Regions from separate parts of the Mus musculus genome. Here all the other regions are linked to region 3. Evidence: chromatin contacts called from public HiChIP or PLAC-seq and promoter capture Hi-C data. All regions are on one chromosome and are shown on one strand. Each heading gives the region's core, a stretch centred on a gene start, on an enhancer-like site or on the middle of the called end of the contact. The rest is flanking DNA. Distances are from core to core; before and after follow the strand shown.

Region 1 (3,064 bases), core at 538-3,037, 180 kb after region 3:
GTCCTGGGGCTGCGACATAGAGAAACCCTGTCTCGAAAACCAACTAACCAAATAATGATTTGAATTGTTTTACTTGGTTACAAGACAAGAAAACATGGTGAACACAACATATTTTAAGTAATCACTACTAAAGGTTTCAGACTATTTATGTAATCTTAAAGACACAGTATACAGTTTTATAACTACCAAGCCCACCTATTCATGAAATTTGAAATCGAAACGCTTCTGCTAAATTTCTCTCATCTGGCAGTCATCAAAATCCCGATTGGTTCCTTCAACATGTTTTGACCTTTTCAGTCTGTCATCATAAGCTTTACCCCACTATTACAGAAAACATAAGCAGTCGCCATAATTACACATAGTGAGAAGACAAAAAAAGAGGTTTACTGTAGCCAAGACACAAATAGATGAGTCAGGACGGGCTGGTTCCTTTATGATACCAGGCTTTTGTGAAGAAAAACCACGTCAACCATTAGGGGGAAGAAAACTGCACAAAAGCTGGAAGTCAAATTTAGCAGCGTTTTTCAAGTTTTCTGGGTTTGCGAAATAGTGCCAGAATTTTCAGCATTACACACAACTAAGATTCGCATTTTTAAATATTCCTCAAGAAGACATTTGCTTTTTCGGAAAGTGAAAGGGCGATGGATGTCAGGCACGTATTTTATTATTTATTTTTAATAAACTCATAGCTTTTTGAAAATAAGTGGAAGTTAAATCGACAGAAGAAAGCCATCACAGCATATTTATTGTTCAGGCTTCTGGGTCAGGGAGAATGGGCCCTGAAAGCCTTGTGCTCCGAGGGCCAGCCAATGGAAGCCGAGCTCTCAGCGCTCCTCCACCTCGTGGGCTGCACGAGCCCCGCCTCCTGGTGCTAGGTTCCGCGGAGTTTCGGCACCTTTGTTGCTTTCGGGACCGAACTTGACTTTGTTTGCAGAGGTGGAGGATGCCGAGCCCGGTTCGCCCGTAAGCCGCTTCCCACGGCGGCGATTTAAGTTTCCCCACGCAGGATGTCATCCCTCGCACGGGGGGACACACCCCGCTTCCGATGGGCTCCCGGATCCCGCACGCCCTGGGGCTGCCTCTCCCGGTTCACACGCTGCTGCTGCTGCGGCGCCGGCGGCGGCTGCAGAGCCCGAGGGGCCTCGCGACCCCCAGGCGGAGAACAAAGGGGGCCGGGGCCGCGCCCGCCGCCGGCCACGCCCATCGCGAGCCGCGGGGCCGCGCCCCGAGCCCCTCCCCCGCCCCCGGGCCGCGCAAAATGGCGGCCGCGCTACAAAATGGCAGCCGGGCGGGCCGTGGCGTGGGGACGCTGTCCCCGCGCGCGGCCGGGGTTCCTTCCCACGCTGTCCATGAGCTCGCGCGCGTGTGCGCGTCACATCCCCGTGAACCCCGGGGGCCCCCCGAGTGTAGACGGGCAGGTCAGAGCGCACACGGGAGCGGAGCTAAGGAGGACGGGGTTCGGGGACCCCTGACCTAGCGCCTCCCTGCCACTCCCAAGCCCCGGCGGCTGCGCCTCCATCTTTTCAATGTCCCCGCCATTCCGCGTCTCCCAGTCCGCTCCCTTGTCCCCACGCTTCCTCCTTGGATGGGAGTGTGTCGTCGGTCGTGGGCTCGGCTAAGGCCGTGTACTTTTTGTTGGGACTTTTCGCTGTCTTCTCTCAGAAAATGGCTCGCTTTCCATTCATCCCCTCAGGTTCCCTTTGTAGCCCTCTTTCCAGAAACTTCTCAGGGTAGCTCGGCCAGCAGCGGCGGCGAGCTCCGCGGCCTTCTCCACCCTTCACTGTCATCCCACCCCGCGCATGCGCCTGGCGGCGGCGGGCCGCGGCCCAGGCGCGCGCCCGGGAGACTGTGAGAGTGGCGCGGGCGCGCGCGGGTCCGCGGGGGCGGTGCTCTCTCACAATGGAAAGGTTGCCTCCCCCTCCAACGTTTCCCTCCGCGGCGAGCGCAAGCGCACTCGGGCGACCTCGCGTTCCTTGGAGGGGCTGGGAGGAGGGAGAGAAATGGGTGGCCTTGCCGCGCGCGTGCGCAGTTCGGCGCCGTGCATTTTTTTTTTTTTCCGCGTTGCCTGTGTGATGAGAAGTGGATCTGAGGACCTTCTTGTCCTGTCCTCCTTTCTCAACCCCCCCTCCCCCCCCCCCCAGTCTCGAAAACGGGTCCCTCCGGCTTGGAGGCAGGCCGGACAAAGCCGAGGCAGTGGGGTCGTCTTGCCCACCCTCTCCCGATCCACGTTTGAGAGTTTCCCGATGGACCTGGAGACCCTGCAGGCCCCGGGTGTTGGGCTGCCGCATTGTTCTCGCCTGGAAAGCGGAGGCGAAGGTGCCCTTGCTGGCGGGCCGCGTGTGCAGACGGAGCTCGCCGGGCCGCTCGGGTTCCCTTCGCCGTGGGCTTGCGCCGCGGTGACCACAGTGACCGCGATCGCACTTCCCAAGAAGTGTAGTGGAAAGGACTGTCAGGGCTGTGGGTTCCTGGGGGTGGGGGGCGGGGAAACTAAGAAACCCAAAACCCCACTTGTCATGGAGCCCACCTATGTGAACCCAGAGTTTGAAGGGCAGCCAGAGAAATTGCCTCTCGGGTTATTAGTGTGGGGCGGAGTGTGAGCCAGGAGTCTCCGTGAAGAAAGCACGCTGGTTGTGACAGCCCCACGTCGGGGAGACCCCAGGCTGCCCTTGGCCCTGCTGCTCCCCGGCGTGGGGTGGCGTGGGGGTGGCGGAGCGGCCTGCAGGTGTGTGAGCGCCCTTGACCTCTGTGAGGTCACCCGCCCGGGCTCTGGGCGGAGCCGGATCCGCCTTCCCGGTGGGAACCATGAGCTGGTGACCGGTTCCTCCCGGAACCATTAGTGTGGAAAGCCAGGCTAGAGGTAGAATTCTAGCAAAGCTGTAATACACGGGTTGCAAATGAACACTGAGTCATACAGTCTGTAAATTTGGAGAATCCCTGCCGCACGTTTCTCTGAACAGAAATTATATTTAATAGGGTCTTTCAAATCATTTTTCCACCAGTAGGAAAATAAAGCAAATACTGAGTTGGTTTTTTTAAAGTGTCCTAAAACATTAAAAAAAATTTT
Region 2 (2,981 bases), core at 445-2,944, 160 kb after region 3:
AGGCATGCACCACCACCGCCCGGCTCAAGTCCTATTTTTTGTATATTGGTGTTTGGACTGTATGTATGTCAGTATGGGGGTTGTTGGATCCCTTCGCAACCCCATTGGACTACATAGTGTCTTCTGCCAGGTAAGGACATGTGCAGCTACAAGGGAGGGGGGCATGGAGGGCGTCTTGTCTAGAAGGAATTAATAAATACAAGCTCATTGGGAAGTGCCTCTAAATTAGGGTTAGTAAGCCCTAGAGTGCTTCCATTCTAGGAGGTACTGTGTGTGTGTGTGTGTGTGTGTGTGTGTGTAAAGAATAGTGGACTAGAGACATGGCTCAGCAGGCTGCTCTTCCAGAGGACCCCAGTTCAATTCCCAGCACCCACATGGCAGCTTACATCCTGTTTCCAAGGGACCTGACACCCTCATACTGAAATATACACAGTCAAAACACCAATATACATAAAATACAAATAAATTAATATTTAAAAATGAACCAAGGAAGGCCGGCTGCGATGACAGCTCTTAGGAGGCAGAGGCAGGTAGATTTCTGTGAGCTCCAGGCCAGCCAACTTGAGCTGCATAGTGAGACCATGTCTCAAAAACAAATCAACATCAAAAAACCAGTGCATGCTCTCTGTCCAGAGCCATCTCTTCAGTCCCAACTAGGGTAGACTTTAAAAACTATTCCTGAGCCATAGGCTACGCTTGGGGAATGCCTACAGCTAAGTCTCAGCCCCTTGTATTTCCTTAATGGTTGGGGGGGGGGGCTGAGGCTAGGGGAGTGACCCTAGATAAGCCACTCCCATCCCTGCCTTCCATCCTGGGGCTCCTGGCAGTCTGAGGACTCATCACCAAACCTACTTGTTCAGATTGATACTTCCCCCAGAGCCAAATTCGGCCTTTTCCCAAAAGTGTGAACTGCATTGGATCAACCGGTTCTAAAAGTGGATGGCTTATCACCTTAGGCCAGTGGTTCCCAACGTTCCTAACACTTCGTGCAACTCTTTAAGACAGCTCCTCCGTTGTGGTGACCCCCAACTAGAAAATTATTTTCGCTGTTACTTCATAACTGTTATTTTTCTACCGCTTTCAATTGTACTGTTTCTGTGTTTTGCGACGGTATTGTCTTAGGCAAAAGGGTCTTTCAGCACTCCCTTACCTTATGAAAGGGGTCACAACCCACAGGTTGGTAGCCGCTGCTTAGGACCATAAGTACTGCTGGACTTGTTTTGTTTTACTTTGTTTTGTTTCGAGACAGGGTTTCTCTGTGTAGCCCTGGCTATCCTGGAACTCACTGTAGACCAGGCTGGCTTCAAACTCAGAAATCTGCCTGCCTCTGCTTCCCGAGTGCTGGGATTAAAGGCATGTGTCACCTCTGCCCAACTGCTAGACTTTGTTTTCACTTTGCTTTCCTCCTTTTTTTTTTTTCCTTTCCTTTTCTTTTTTAAATATTAGACAGGGTCTCCTGTGGCCCAGGTGGGCCTCAGACTCACTAGGAGGCCGGGAGATGAGATAACTTCCAACCTCTGATCAACCCACAAATGCTTAGCCACCCACAGAGCTCCCAAATCTGTCTTTTGTGGCCTTTTCTAAGAGAGGTGAGGAAAGCTGTGGCTTTGTCCTTCACTAGTTCCAAGGAACAGCGGGGAGAGCTGAATCACAATGGGTGGATTCCAGCCCCAGCCGGAGCGGGAAACAACGCCCCACCCGGCATTTTAAACCAAAAAGCTTTCTGTTCTCTCAAGTCGGAGCTCATTCTTGGGCTCTGAGGACTGGGGAAGTATGGAGGGGAAATAGCTTACATTCCATAGTTCTGTATTTAGCATCTTCTTAGAAACCCACATTGAAAACTAGGTTTCTTTTTTTAAAGTCTTTCTTTCTTTCTTTTTTAATTATGTACTTGAAGTGTATGCACCAGAGCACAGGGGGCCTCAGAGGCCGGAAAGGGTGTTGAATCCCCAGGAGCTCGAATAACCAAAGTCCTGTCCCGTGTCCGTCCCCCACCCCCGACCCCCCCACCCCGAGTGGGTGCTGGGAGCCAATTCAAGTTCTCAGCAAGAGTGGTACAGGATCTTTTTTCTTTTAAAAATTTATTTATTTATATGTAAGTACACTGTAGCTGTCTTCAGACACACCAGAAGAGGGCGTCAGATCTTGTTAGGGATGGTTGTGAGCCACCATGTGGTTGCTGGGATTTGAACTCTGGACCTTCAGAAGAGCAGTCGGGTGCTCTTACCCACTGAGCCATCTCACCAGCCCCCGTGGTACAGGATCTTAACTGCTGTAAGTTCAAGGTCAGCATGGTCTACATAGTGGGAGCCTACCAGGAGCTCCACAGAGTCTTCTCTTGCTGTGTTGATTAGCAGCCTCAGGGTTCAGATTGGCTGGGCAAGCTCTCTTTCCCGGCCCTTCAGCTGCAAGGTAGCAGTTGCTACTACCCCAAAATCTCTCTGGCTGTCACTTGCTGATCAAGGGATCCACCCTCTTCTTAGTAACAGCTGGCTCAAACCTTCCACCTTTCCAGATGACACAGTAGCCTGATTTAGTAAGTCTTACTCAAGGAAGTGTGTATATGGGTTAAACCTCATTTAAAAATACCCTTTTCTTGCCAGGTGTCCTGGCACACACCTTGAATCCCAGCACTTGGGAGGCTGATTGGAGGATGAACTCTCCTGAGTTTGAGGCCAACCTGGTCTATCTAGTAAGTTCTGGGACAGCCAGGGCTACACAGAGAAAACCCTGTCTCAAAAAACAAAACAAAACAAAACAAAAGGAAACAGACAATGAAAAGACAGAAAGAAAGCCTTTATTCAGGCTGGCTGGGAGTACAGTCTGGAGTTCCAGACAAAGCGAAGCACCGCTAGGCATTGTGGGAAAGGACTTTTTTTTTTTTTTTTTTTTTTTTTTTTTGGAGACAGGGTTTCTCTGTATAGCCCTGGCTGTCCTGGAACTCACTTACTTTGTAGACCAGGCTGGCCTCGAACTCAGAA
Region 3 (3,019 bases), core at 190-2,689:
AGTTCTTGCAGCATCCACAGCCACCCTGCTTCCCATTTCCTTCCTGTTCTGCTGGAGGAGGCTCCTCGCTCCACGGAGCCAGGAGTGGAAATCCTTGTGCTTGTAGTGATCCTGCAGTCTCTGCTCCTGGATGATGGTGAAATGAACCAATTCAAGACAGATTAGCTCGTCGTAAATGCGGGTTTGTTGGGTTGGGAAGCTTCTGTCAGGAGGACGAATTCACTGGTCCCAAGGAAGGAGAGGAAGGAAGCCATATTAGTCGCCATGGGAAGGGAAAGGAGAAGAGGGAAAAGAAAGAAAGAAAGAAAGAAAGAAAGAAAGAAAGAAAGAAAGAAAGAAAGAGAGAAAGAGAGAAAGAAAGAAAGAGAATGGGGGTGGGGGGGAGAGAGAGACCAATGATATCATATATGATATGATATCTGTATTAAATGCAGAAGAGTCTCTGGGGGAAGGGCAGCTGAGTCCCTGCCAGGTAGGGACAGAGGGATGTCAGGAGAACCTTGAGCCTTTGATTTGTACAATGCATACCTCAGCCCCTAATCCAGGACTGGAAACCAAACACTCCTGAGTGCTGGGATTACAAATGTGGACCACCCTAGTGGGCCCGGGAGATGTTTTCGGATTTTTACCATTCTTGGTATCTACATCTTCTTATGAATTGAGTGGCCACTAAAATAACGACTGTTTCCCAAGTACTGTCTTTTTGTCCTGCTGAGGTTGAGCTTGGTCCTGGTAGGCAAGATGTCAACAAGGTATTTTATCTATACCATTAAAGTAAATTGTTCAGACTGGAACACTTATGATCCAGGCAGGCTTGGAATTTGCCAGCCTTCTGTTCACCCTCCTGAGTAGCTGGGATTACAGGTTTGCGCTACCAGTCCCAGTATACGGAGTAAATTCTAAACCGTACCCAGTAAACGTCCAGTGCTGGATGCAGTCTGAGAGTGAGTTAACTAAGAACTGTGCTGTGTGTGTGTGGCTGCCAGCGCAGCCATGCCAGCCCGCAGGCTGGGATGGGCCTCGAGCACAGCAAAGGATCTGGATTTTCGTCCTACATTCATTACCAAGTCGAAACCGAGTTAATATTACTGAAATGACAACTTCCATTACGAAAACTCTGTTTTAGAAAGATGTGCTTAATTTGTCTTTCAACCATTTTTATGCACACGCCATTCGCACAGTAGGTCCCCGTTGGATGACTAACTGGGACTGGGATCCTGGAATACTCCGGAGCTCAAGCATTAAATCGTGGGGTTCCCCCACCCCGCATCCCCATTCCTCCCTCCAGTCTCCCCAGCCCCGCCCTGCCCCACAGCCTAGCGTCGCGAAGGCTGCCGGCAGCCTGGCGCGCTTTACGGCCGTGGCGTTGCGACGGGGCGGGGCGCCGGGCGGGCGGCCCGCGAGCTTGACGGCAGCGGTGGGAGGCAGGCCGGCAGGCAGGCAGACGGCGTCGCAGGCGGGTGGCGGCGGCCGCGCTGGCTGCCGAGGGCGGGAGCGAGTGAGTCATTGCGCGCGTGTGAGGGAGGAAAGGAGCGAGCGAGCGAGCGAGCGAGCAGCCCGCGCCCGTCGCCCTCCCGCCGCTGCCGCCAGGTCTCCCCAGCCGCCGACTGCCTTCCGCCCAGCGCCCAGGCCGGGCCGAGTCGAGCCGGGTCGGGCCCGGGCCATGCTGCTCACCGTGTACTGTGTGCGGAGGGACCTCTCCGAGGTGACCTTTTCCCTCCAGGTCGACGCCGACTTCGAGCTGCACAACTTCCGCGCGCTGTGCGAGCTCGAGTCCGGCATCCCCGCCGCCGAGAGCCAGGTACGCCGGGGTGCGGCAGCGAGCGGGGGCCTCCGGCCGCTGTGGCCGGGGGCGGGGGGAGCTGGGGGCCGGCGGGGGCCGAGTCCTGCAGCCGCCCGTGGATGCACCCACTGCAGCTAGAGGGGCACGTGCGCGGGCGGGCAGCCCTCCCCACCTTCTGGCCTTCGGGAGCCTGGGTCCTCATCCGGGATCTCCTGACTTTCCGACCAGAAATACCAGTTTGGATCACTGGGAGAACGACGCCTGCCTGGGGTTCGCTTATTTGGACCGCTCCAATATGCGCAGTTTACTACCTGGGAGAATGCAGATTTGCGGTTGAAAGTGAGGGGAAAAAGTTTGAGACTCACTCTGCCATTGACGTCTCTGGAAATGCATACATTTTTGGTTAATTTATTATATATGTATACACACACACACATATATATATGTCATATATTAATTAAAGTAATGGTTAGGTTAACTCAGTCTGTCTGCTTCTCTCAGGCCAAAGCCCTCCTCCTTTCTGGGCCCAGTTTAGTTGGGTCAGTTCAAAGCTCAGTGCTTTCGAAGGATATTAGCTTGAAAATGGCCTACTGTCTGAAGACCCCCGAGGGATTCGGCGGCCAGGAGTTCAGCCTTCTCATGTTTTAACAAGAAAATATATTCTCAAAATGCTTTGGTGTCCTTAGTAGACTTCATCAAACAATAGGTGGACTATTTTGTAACCTTTGCACTAAATCCCTTAAGATTCTAACCAAAGTGGCCCCCGCTGGGTGTAGTCTAAACACCAGAAAATTATAGACAGCTCCCAAGGCCCCAGAATGTAAATCTTGATTTCCTTCTGCAATTATGAAATAGTTCCAAAAACTGTTGCCCAACGACTGCCTGTTCTGTCCTGACTTACGGTAAACTCTGCGTGTCAATATTGTGTTCAGAAGTACCATTCCTTCACACAATGTGAACTTTAGAACCTTGGCATGCAGCTCTTTCTGGAAGGATCTATTTTAGGGAAGGAGGTGTCACTCACATACGCGGTCTGGCAAAAGTTGGGAATAAACAGTTCCCCCAATTTCCACAGAAAAATTAACCCACAAAAACCTAGGACCCCATTCCTGTTGGTCAGCCTCCTCATACAGGTAGCAGGGGCAAGCTAGGACCAGGGAGTTTGGGGGGCTGGGGGAGATTTGACTTTTTAGAGGATTGATTAATTGCTGGTTGTTGTTTGTTTTGTTTTTAAGG

What was found. Promoter capture Hi-C pulls out the DNA fragments that hold promoters and counts their contacts. HiChIP or PLAC-seq counts read pairs in DNA pulled down with a chosen protein or histone mark.
Region 1: a promoter capture Hi-C map of liver shows a contact between it and region 3, with 4 times the contacts expected there. The contact joins the promoter of B330016D10Rik here to the promoter of Ddi2 in region 3. A contact is called at or near these places in 3 of 39 promoter capture datasets (cranial neural crest, liver and pre-B cells), 8 of 484 Hi-C or Micro-C datasets (B cells, CD4 T cells, CD8 T cells and 4 more), 6 of 115 datasets of contacts at active chromatin or transcription factors (the 230-238 cell line, effector CD8 T cells, embryonic stem cells and 3 more) and 2 of 9 other capture datasets (adipose tissue and liver).
Region 2: a contact with region 3 is called in an HNF4G HiChIP or PLAC-seq map of pancreatic cancer cells. The contact joins the enhancer-like site here to the promoter of Ddi2 in region 3. A contact is called at or near these places in 3 of 484 Hi-C or Micro-C datasets (CD4 T cells, CD8 T cells and memory CD8 T cells), 5 of 115 datasets of contacts at active chromatin or transcription factors (the 230-238 cell line, embryonic stem cells, extraembryonic endoderm stem cells and 1 more) and 1 of 9 other capture datasets (liver).

What each region holds. Positions count from the first base shown.
Region 1 is chr4:141,544,885-141,547,948 of GRCm38.p6, reverse strand. B330016D10Rik (RIKEN cDNA B330016D10 gene) reads right to left here and starts at 1,787. Exons shown (of 1, transcript NR_030695.1): 1 at 1-1,787.
Region 2 is chr4:141,564,219-141,567,199 of GRCm38.p6, reverse strand. No RefSeq gene overlaps it. Among named protein-coding and RNA genes, the nearest start is that of B330016D10Rik, 20 kb to the right of the region's middle. Within about 2 kb of position 1,694, at least 66 of the 459 cell types and tissues checked have an H3K27ac peak or open chromatin away from gene starts, as enhancers often do. A contact at or near this core is called in embryonic stem cells, extraembryonic endoderm stem cells and pancreatic cancer cells, where this site is marked.
Region 3 is chr4:141,721,839-141,724,857 of GRCm38.p6, reverse strand. Ddi2 (DNA-damage inducible protein 2) reads left to right here and starts at 1,439. Exons shown (of 10, transcript NM_001017966.2): 1 at 1,439-1,801. The coding sequence starts at 1,664.